Regions from separate parts of the Zea mays genome. Here region 1 is linked to region 2. The links are chromatin contacts, called in public Hi-C maps. All regions are on one chromosome and are shown on one strand. The core of a region is the stretch at or near the end of the contact, and the rest is flanking DNA. Distances in the headings are between cores, read along the strand shown.

Region 1 (4,973 bases), core at 517-3,016, 150 kb after region 2:
AAGGGATAAAGACCCATATAGACCCAAGAGGAATAGGATGAGGTACCAAATGATTTAAAGTTTGTCGAATAAGCACATGTGCATTCCACGAGTTGTACTCATGGTATATCCACTAGATGTGGAATTGTGGTGTCCTCTAAAGCCCTGATTGTAAAATCTAGAAGGTTTAGATGTTACTGGCAAAATATCCCCATTATGCCAAAATAATAGACTATAACGATGCATCTTATCGATAAAGAATCCTTGATGGATTTTGTCTGATCTTCGATGGACTTTTGTTACACCATCACAGAAGTTGTAATGAATGAATGCCATAACGATGAGTCATATTTAGAATATATATTATTACAACTATATTATTTCCTAAGTCCTTTGGAAGGATAAGTTATTTGCTTTATACAACTATGTTTACATTATGGTGTAAGATAGAAAATTATAGCACCCTAACATCATCCATCCTCATTATTTCAGATGAGCAATGAAACACATATCTTGAAGAATATGTTTGAGTCACGAGGGATAACGACTTTGACAGATGTCATCGTTAGGGGGATGAATGCTTAATACTGATCACAATTGTGAGACATCGAATGTCATATTATATGCCCTGAAGACGTTGTTTGATGATCAATTTATAAACCTTTATGGAAGTTTCTATCAAATATGTAGAACCAGTTGATCGAACACCACTAGTAAAAGTGGCCTATTTATGTTGACACGTGCACTTACCTCGTGTATCCTATAAGCGAGTTGAGGTGAAGTTCCTAATATAATCCTTGCAACAATAGGCAATTCGTTTGCTAAATCTCTTTGTGCATATACTTCCTGAAGAAGGTATTTTACCATATTGAGACAGTTTTGCAAGGACCAGGGGAGCATATTTCTAAGTTAGCACTTGTAGAAGATTCGATGCAATCCAGATCCAGATGATCGCAATCTGTCCTAATGAAAATAGTTGTACTTTTTCCCTTAGTGAGTTTTTTCTGAAGTTTCTGACATGAGGTTTTTAACGAGTCAACAAAGTGCAAATGCAATATGCATCATCATGCGCTCTTTCTCCGTATTTTTTTCCACCGGGTTTTTGAGAGTTTTAACGAGGTTATGTGGGCAATCAGGGGCGGATCCAGAATTTTTCTATGACCCGACCCAAATCTACTAAATTTCTTTCTCTCCATTTTATTTTAACTATTTTATACCGTATAAATAGAGACTTATATACTTACATGGATTAAGCGCCAGGCCATGGACCTGGTGGCCCGGGTTGTAGATCTGCCACTGTGGTCAAATACTGAATTGCTCATGAGGGTCTCACTTCAGTCAATGACTGCTATGCAAGCAGTCCTTATTTGCAAGCGTGCAAGCAAACCATCTGGTCCATTAGATTACGATCCAAACACAGATACAACCATAGTTTGTTAGGAGTTTTTTTATAAAAAATATTGAGCTGGTGGTGGAAGGGTTTAAGTGTTAAATGTGACCTACGGTTGGATCATGATCTAATGAATCAGGTGGTTTGCTTGCACGCTTGCAAAAAAAGACTGCTTGCATAGCAGTCGTTGCTCTCACTTCATCTATATAAAGATCTTGTACCCTTTATAATACAATAGTGAAGATAGAAAAAAAAAGGCTATAGACCTAACCATACATATTATCTCTCGTGTATTTCCTTTGTGATGTTTTTAGAATGAGATATATATATTTTCTACAACTTCTGCGGTCTGCGGATGAAAGGGAAGAGAATGAATCTATTAAAGTAGTTCTCAACACTCCTTCGTGGGGCGTGCTCGCTCCTAGAATCCTAGGGTCCGCTTCTGCGTCACCGATCGGTAGTAAGCACAGGTGATTTTAACGTTTTAGTCCCTAGCACTTTCCTCTTTTTTACTTTCTCACCTTTCTTCCTTCCCCCAGTCTCCCACACCCCAACTCCAACACAGAGTCACCGCACCGCCGCGTCTAGGTCACCGCCATGGCCGGGGACTGGCAGGAGCTGGGCCAAGCGGCGGCCATCGGCCTCCTCTTCGCCTTCCTGGTCGCCAAGCTCATCTCCACCGTGATCGCCTTCAAGGAGGACAACCTCCGCATCACGCGCTCCCCTCCGACCTCCCCCACTGCCGCCGCCGCCGCAGCCGCGCCTCCCGTCCCCTCCCACTACGGCTCCACCGACGGAGGCAGCGGCAGCGACAGCGACTGGGAGGGCGTGGAGAGCACCGAGCTCGATGAGGAGTTCAGCGCCGCCTCCGCCTTCATCGCGGCCTCCGCCGCCTCCGGCACCAGCGTCCCCGAGGAAGCGCAGCTGCGCCTCTACGGCCTCTACAAGATCGCCACCGAGGGGCCCTGCACCGCGCCCCAGCCGTCCGCGCTCAAGCTCAAGGCCCGTGCCAAATGGTAGATTCCAGCCCATCCCCTCTTCCTCGTGCTAGATTCTGCTGGTCTATTTTTTGAATTTCGTGCGTTTTTTCCCTATCTATGTTCATTCGCTTCGGTTCAAATTTAGTTTACAACGACTTCAGATCAGTCCCATGGCCCATAGGAAGTAAACATAATATATGATGCTTCTATCTCACGCACAATTTAGTCATAATCCTTAACTATTGGCCCTGTTTGTACGCTGATCATTCGTGCTAGTGTTGCCTGAGCATAAAACGACTTTGATCTTGTGTCTTTGCTTTGCGTCCAAGAGTGCCCTGGTCACCATGCTGCATAACCTCTGCAGTGCTTAGGTTTTTCAGTGTGCAGATGCTATTCTGTGTTTCGATTATTTGCAAGCACTTGAACTCACGGATTGACTGCTTCCAGCTAACTGATATTATCAGCATACCACTGTTGGCTTCACTCTCTGCCTGTGCTCGTTGTTTTTTTTTTTTTTTGAAAAAAAAAACTAGTTCAGTTTAACATTGTCCATATGCCATCTGAATATGCCAGGAATGCTTGGCATAAGCTGGGTGCTATGCCTACAGAAGAAGCTATGCAAGGGTACATCACAATTGTTCAGGACCTATTCCCTAACTGGGATGCAGGTGCAAGTGCGGTAAGTTCTGTAGGTCCTTATTCACCTCACTCTTGCCGCAACAGTAATCCTCGTGACAGTGTTGGCTTTTTCATGACATGATAATTTCAGAAAAGGAAAGATGAAGATAGCATTGCTTCCGCATCAGCTTCAAAGGGGCCCATGGGACCTGTGTTTAGCAGTTTAATGTATGAGGAAGACGAAGGAAATGAATCGTAAGTGGTGTTTCCCTCATGGGTGTCTTTACATGCTATAGATGTTACCTGCCTTGGACTAGTGTTTGTAATTGGAACAAACTTAAATGGACGTGCAGAGAACTTGGTGACATCCATGTTTCAGCAAGGGAAGGGGCGACTGATGACATAGTGAAGCTTCTGGCAGCTGGTGTTGAGGTCAACGTGAGAGGTTTGTGTTTGCAAACTATAAACCATCTAATGCTTATGCTGTGCTTATAACCATAATTCATTCAAACATGGTCTGTTTATGGTATTCTCAGATACCGAAGGTAGAAGTCCGTTGCACTGGGCTGTTGATCGTGGCCATCTTAGTGCTGTCGAGGTTCTTGCAAATGCAAATGCAGATCTGAATGCTAAGGTAAATTGGAATTGCTGTATACTCATCGTGTTATACTGTTAATGATAGATTTATTTGATGGGTAATCATACAGCTGGGTGAAGTGCATCTGGTTTGTTTGCATCAAACATGTTGCTATGCTCATTACGGCACTTGATCGCTGTCAGTAGTTCAGCATACCATATAGAGCTTGAAAGTTCAGCCACAGTCTCTTTAGTCATTTGGGCAAACGGCACCTGAACTTAACCGTCTCTTCCACGTTCAGGACAATGAAGGGCAAACGGCACTCCACTATGCTGCTGTTTGTGAAAGAGAAGACATTGCAGAGTTGCTTGTCAAGCATCATGCTGATCTTCGGATCAAGGACGAGGACGGGAACACGGCACATGACTTGTGCCCTTCGAGCTGGTCTTTTATGAACCAGGCAAACTGATAACACGAATATACGGATATGCTTGAAGGTGTCATCTGCCAAGAAACATGCTAGCTGTATCCTAAAGCCCATACGGCACATATGGTGTATCTTAGTGTCATGTGTGACGTGTGGGAAATCAGGCAGGTTGTTTGCGTACGTGGTGCCCTCTCTGAAATCAGATGAGTTGTTTTATCGTCCTCATCGAACCAGTTGTCAAAGGATAGTATTAGTGTTGGGAAGATACATGTATTGCTTTAATCAAAAGAATCATGCTGGACACCAATGCAAGCCCAAATGGGAAGAAAAGGATGTGCGGACATATAACTAGCATCATCGTCTGGTGGTTTCCAATCAAGCATCTCCTAGGTAGGTGATACATACAGACACAAGTGGTCTGTCCTAATTACCACATTGAGTGCAAGAAATACAAAAGAGAATCAAGTTTCTCAATGACAGTTTTATAAAGGTTTCATTCTCATTAATAAATGATGTGACATGTCAACAGTTTAGATGATGAGGCAAGCAATTAATGGAGAAATAGATGAAATGTTAACTAGACATATTGTCTCTTGCATGTTAGCTATAAAATGAAACTAACTCCTCACTGTGAAAGACTGTTTCAACCAAGATTTCATTTTTTTTCTTGATTACATGGAATCTTGGAAACACAAATATGAAATCTACCAGCAAAACCAATGTTAATACACAAGTTACAATGTTTGCAACATCTGCTTTCTTGGATGGCACACTAACTAAAAGTCATCCACATGTAAATAGAGGCAATGAATCTAGTATAGGACTGCCTGCACAACTTTCGAAATCATCGTCCAGCGACTAGTTAAGAAGCTCCTTGGTACAGAACGCGTCTTTTCATTGTTGCAAATAGGGCATCAGGCAGCATCGCTGGGGAGAACGAGGGCAGTGCACCATCCTGAAAGATAAATAGATAATCAGCTCACTGCTCACACATGCGTAGTT
Region 2 (5,269 bases), core at 520-3,019:
CTTATATGTGAATAGCCACATGGTCTGAACTTAAAGTTTCTAGAGGAACAAGTTCTTCAGATGATGCTGCATCTTACCCGTTGGAGTTCTTAACTGTTCCAGTTGCATTTGAGCTCGTTATTTTCATCATCCTCTTCCCATATTGCCATGTTTCCCCTTGAGAATGAAGTGCGCTCCGCATTTTCCAAGTACTCCACAAGAGAGCTAAAGAACATTCTCAACAAAGCATTTTTACCCAAAAAACAAACAAACAAACCAGATTTTGGCTACAAAGGGCCTGTTTATGGGCTGCGACTAACAGGTTTAACTGACTTTAGGTGTGTGTTTGGTTCGTAGTCATAGTTGTTGCGAGATTTTTCTGCTGCAGCATGAGTGTCACTCGTCAATAACTCAGTGTGTGGCAAGATATCAAGATTCTCTTAGACGTGTCAAGTTGTGGTAGAGAGTTTGAGGTTCTAACCTTAGGCAAGTGTGATAAAAAACATGTAGCAATTTGTGGCACTTTAGGCATGCAACCAAACATCGGAATTGTTGTCAAAGTCATGTTGTAAATATTGAGGTGCTGTCTGGTTCACATATTTATAACTTGATGTGTAATTGATAACGTTACATCATGTTTGTTTAGTTCTATCCGTAATCAGTACCACACTAGAAATTAATACTGGTCTATTCAAACTTGTTACCACTAATAATCGATTGTAAATCATTACCGTTGCTATTTACGTTACATTTTATGAACCAAAAAACATATGAGTTACTGCCTTCCAACTTTCCAAGCATATTAAAAGACACCACCTAAAGAACAAGTGTTATGTTTTGAACCGGGTCTGGCGCCCTCGGGCGTAAAGGCTAAAACAATCTTTTTAGAGTTTGTTCGTTTTAATTTTAATCCATGCGGATTGAGCAAGATTGAGTGTGTTTAAATTCCTGACAAGTTGATTATTTTATAATTTCTTTCAATCTCATTTGAATGGGGTAACCAAACAATGCTCGAGTTTAGGAAAAGAAAGGACTCTCTTCATCAGTTTCGTACATGTGAAGCACGAAGATTTATTTTTCCCTCTTGCTAGTCGTCTATCATTGAACTGTTGCCCTACACATGAGTCATGAGAAACCACAAAAAACGCAGCGTTCTCACACAGTACCACTTCACTCACTGAAGGAGTGCGAGTGACCGAACCGGCTATAAAAATGGCTTTTGCTCCTTTTTAACTCATATTTTTTCGGATTTTGGTTAAGATAGAGTATAATATTTGTTATTATCAATTTAATATCTGGTATATGAATCTATGTCAACTTCAATATTAAATACTCCACCCGTTTCAAAAATACAATTCGTTTGACTTTTTCTATCTCAAGTTTGACCACTTGCCTTATTTAAAAAATTCATGAGAAAATGAGAAACAAATTATAAATTGGAACTGAGAGAGTATATTTTTATCGGTATTTTCTTGTTAGGACCGTTGCAATGCACCGATATTGTACTAGCTTGGAGTAATCTCCGAGTCCATGTTGTTTGTCAAGATTTTTTTATAAAGATCCACACCAAAATTCTTTCTTGGCCATCCGGACAGGGTTGGTAATAGCTTTTTTTTCACTTTTCCTTTTTTTTTTCTGATTAACGACAGCTTAAAAACGAGCTGTCTCTCTATCTCCTTTTTAATTTTATTTTAATCTCCCTATCGTGGCGGTCCCGTGGCTGAATCAGTGGGGTAGAAGTAGCACTAGCGAGGAATATACCACTATCCGAGGAGCAGAAACCCGAACAACATTTTTTTTTAAAAAAATCTGCGGTTCAAAGCCCAGCCCAGGGTTGTTGCGGTGCGGGAAGGAGCAAGTTTGGCTTGACAAGTTGGGCGCAGTTGGCTTTTGCCTCGTCCCCTCCGCCGCCCCGTTGCCGAAACAAAACTCGCTCTTCGGACAAAACGCCAACGCCAGGGCGAGCGAGCGAGGTGAGGTCACCTACCAGCTCCCACAGTCGCACTCCCCCCTCGCGCCGTCCCGTCGTAGGAATGGAATGAGGCCGAGGCCCCTCCTCCTCCTCCTCGTCGTCGTCGTCGTCGTCGGTGCTTCTCCCGTGACAGGCCTCCCTTCCTCCGGTCCGGTCGCCCTCTGACCCAATCCGCATACATCCACCAACCAGTACGTGAGCACTCACTCCTCCGTCTCCGTCTCTGTCTCTGTAATCCGCTTTTGTTTCTCTCGTCCCGACCTCTCCTTTTCCCAGGCTTTGATTTGCGCTGTTTCCGATTGTACTCGTGCTCCGCCCGCTACGATACAGGACAGGGGAGGATGGATTTGTCCAGGCTCGCCTCCGTCGCCGGGCCCAGCCGCGCGGCCCCGCGGGCGGGCCTGCAGATCGGCGCCGCCGGGAATGGCTTCCGCGTCTGCTCCCTGCGGCACCGCGGCGCCGGGAACGGGCGCCTCACGTCCGCCGCCGCCCTCCTCCGCGGCAGCAGCGGGCTCTTCTACCTGGCTCCCGCGCGCGGGGGCCCTCCCCGTCTCCGCGCCAGAGGGCGGCCGCGGTGCCAGGGCAGCGACTCGTTGGCCTACGTCGACGGCCCCTTGGAGGCCGCCAAGGGCTCCGGCGAGGTCTACGACGACGATGCCACCAGCTCGGGGCCCGACGACGACGACAATGACAAGGGCCCCGCCGACGTGGACGGTCTCCGGGAGATGCTGCAGAGGTGCAGGAACGAGCTCGAGGTGGCCAGGCTCAACAGCACCATGTTCGAGGAGAAGGCTCAGCGGATATCCGAGTCGGCCATCGCGCTCAAGGACCGCGCCGAAGGCGCCCAGAGGGACGTGTCCGCGGCCGTCGCCACCGTGCAGGAGGTCATCGTCAAGGAGGCGGACGCCAAGGAGGCCGTCCAGAAGGCTACCATGGCGCTGTCGATGGCCGAGGCCAGGCTGCAGCTGGCGTCCGAGGCGCTGGATGCCAAGCGGGGGTCGGTCGGGCCCATGGAGGTTAGCATCGAAGGCGTGGAGGAGGAGGCCCTTGTGTCTGCTCAGGAAGAGATCAAGGATTGCCGGGCAGCCTTGTTGCGGTGTGAGGAGGAGCTGGAACGCATCCAGGAACAGAAAATGAACCTGCAGAAGGAGGTTGATAGGCTCACCGAGCTCGCTGAGAAGGCCCAGTTGGATGCATCCAAGGCCGAAGAAGATGTCACCAATATAATGGTGTTGGCTGAGCAGGCGGTGGCTCTTGAGATGAAAGCCACGCAGCGTGTCAACGACGCGGAGGCGGTGCTGCTGAAAGCGGAGAAGGTCATATCCTCGGTTGACACCGTGGTGGAGCTAACATCACTTGCTGAAGAGCAGAAAAGCGCTGAAGAGGATAGCGTTTCTGAAGGGTATGAGTATAGCAGCAATGGCACTGATGATGTTCCTGTGAGGGATGAGGTGTCAAGTATCGAGCGTCTAATGGTAGGTGACTTGACTGTTGAGGGCATTGAGCAGCTTGAACCATCCCGTGAAATATATGATGAAGCAAGCAGCGATAAGATGTCCGTTGAGCCTCAGAAAGAAGCTGAGCCTGATTCAGACAAGTTGAAGCAAGGGAAGAAGCAGGAAATGGAACGAAAGGAGTTCACCAAGGAACCACTGAGTGCTCAAAAATCACTGAAGAAGAGATCATCCCGCTTCTTCCCGGCATCTTTCTTCTCCTCCAAAGCTGATGGAGAGTTTACACCTACATCTGTCTTTCGGGGGTTAATGAAATCAGTGCAAAAACAGGCTCCCAAGCTTGTTGTTGGGATATTGCTTCTTGGTGCAGGGTGAGTCACATGACAATTGCTTTGTGTTTTATAGGTTTTGCATTTTGCAGTGAAGATTTGATTTCAGATAACTGCACTCCATCAATTTACCTTGTTTTCTGTTGTTTGTGTACAGATAAAAAACATACTGTATCCTGTGTATAGTCACCTCTTCTTTGCACTGAAAATTTGAAATGGGAATGGAAGTGTTTTCCTTATTATAACTGCTGGGCATCATTTTCATTCATATCAGTTAGCCAATACCTTAAAGTTTTTTTTTGTTTTATGGGTCCCGTAGGGCCTTCTTCTTAAATAGAGCTGAGAAGAGTCAACTATTTCAGCAGCAAGAAATTGCCACAAGTATTGGAAAGGTAACCTCCACGACAAAGCCCATAGTTCGTGAGATACGGCAAATTCCACAGAGAGTAAAGAAGCTAATAGAGCTCTTACCTCATCAAGAGGTACAATTTCCTCATCTGAACTTGCTCATCTTCTGATTTCATTTTGTGTACTTCGAATGATATTCAACTGTTATGATGAAACTTAGCTTGCATGTAAATTTCCTTACACTCGTCATTTCCCTATTCAGGTAAATGAGGAAGAAGCTTCACTTTTCGACATACTGTATTTGCTTCTTGCCAGTGTTATTTTTGTACCATTATTTCAGAAAATCCCTGGAGGTGAGATACATTCTAATATTGTTTGTGCACGGCATAGTTCAGCAGCATCTGTAGTTTTTTGCATTATTTTGGTCACTCAAGCAAGTTTGCAATTGAACTAAACGGTTCCCCCTTCTAGTCTCATCAACTTTTAGTGTTTTAGTCACAACTGCCAACTGTGGACCATGCTTTTCCTGAATTGAAATGCATGGACTTCTGAAGTTAGGAGTTAGAATGCATGAACTCATGTGCATACAAAAGTTGAGAAACATCTGTGATTAAGATCATCAGTTTTCATGGAAGTTTTTGTGACCTTCTGCAAATAAATTTTACCTTGATATCTTAGGCAGTCCTGTTCTTGGATATCTTGCTGCTGGTGTCCTCATTGGTCCATATGGGCTCTCCATCATCCGTAATGTGCATGGGACAAAGGCAATTGCGGAATTCGGAGTCGTGTTCTTACTGTTTAACATTGGACTTGAGGTACACAACTAAGTGCCTTTGGATACTATTTCTACTTTCAGCAAATACTGGCTTAATATCCTACACCTGCAGCTTTCTGTGGAAAGGCTAAGTTCGATGAAGAAGTATGTCTTCGGCTTGGGATCTGCTCAGGTTCTGTTCATGCTAACGCAACCATCAAACAGTTATCATTACTCAATTACTCCCTGATAAATGTGTACAATTGGCAGGTGCTAGCTACTACTGCAGCTGTTGGTGTGATAGCTCATCGTTTTGCTGTGCTACCAGGACCAGCAGCAATTGTTGTTGGGAGTGGCTTGGCTCTGTCATCCACGGCTGTTGTCTTGCAAGTACTTCCTTGAAACCACACTTGTTTATTAAACTCTTGTTTCT

What was found. A called contact is a pair of places that touch in the nucleus more often than the background predicts.
Region 1: a Hi-C map of an unstated tissue shows a contact between it and region 2, with 2.6 times the contacts expected there. The contact joins the promoter of LOC100282403 here to the promoter of LOC103645748 in region 2. A contact is called at or near these places in 2 of 25 Hi-C or Micro-C datasets (tassel and an unstated tissue).

What each region holds. Positions count from the first base shown.
Region 1 is chr2:1,370,332-1,375,304 of Zm-B73-REFERENCE-NAM-5.0, forward strand. LOC100282403 reads left to right here and starts at 1,767. Exons shown (of 7, transcript NM_001371864.1): 1 at 1,767-1,839; 2 at 1,909-2,385; 3 at 2,923-3,028; 4 at 3,119-3,222; 5 at 3,321-3,412; 6 at 3,504-3,601; 7 at 3,846-4,314. The coding sequence starts at 1,967. The coding sequence ends at 4,013. LOC100283372 reads right to left here. Exons shown (of 7, transcript NM_001369661.1): 7 at 4,540-4,926.
Region 2 is chr2:1,224,180-1,229,448 of Zm-B73-REFERENCE-NAM-5.0, forward strand. It overlaps LOC103645748 (K(+) efflux antiporter 2, chloroplastic), which reads left to right and starts at 1,770. Exons shown (of 21, transcript XM_008670449.3): 1 at 1,770-2,142; 2 at 2,282-3,776; 3 at 4,054-4,216; 4 at 4,345-4,435; 5 at 4,761-4,897; 6 at 4,970-5,029; 7 at 5,107-5,226. The coding sequence starts at 2,293.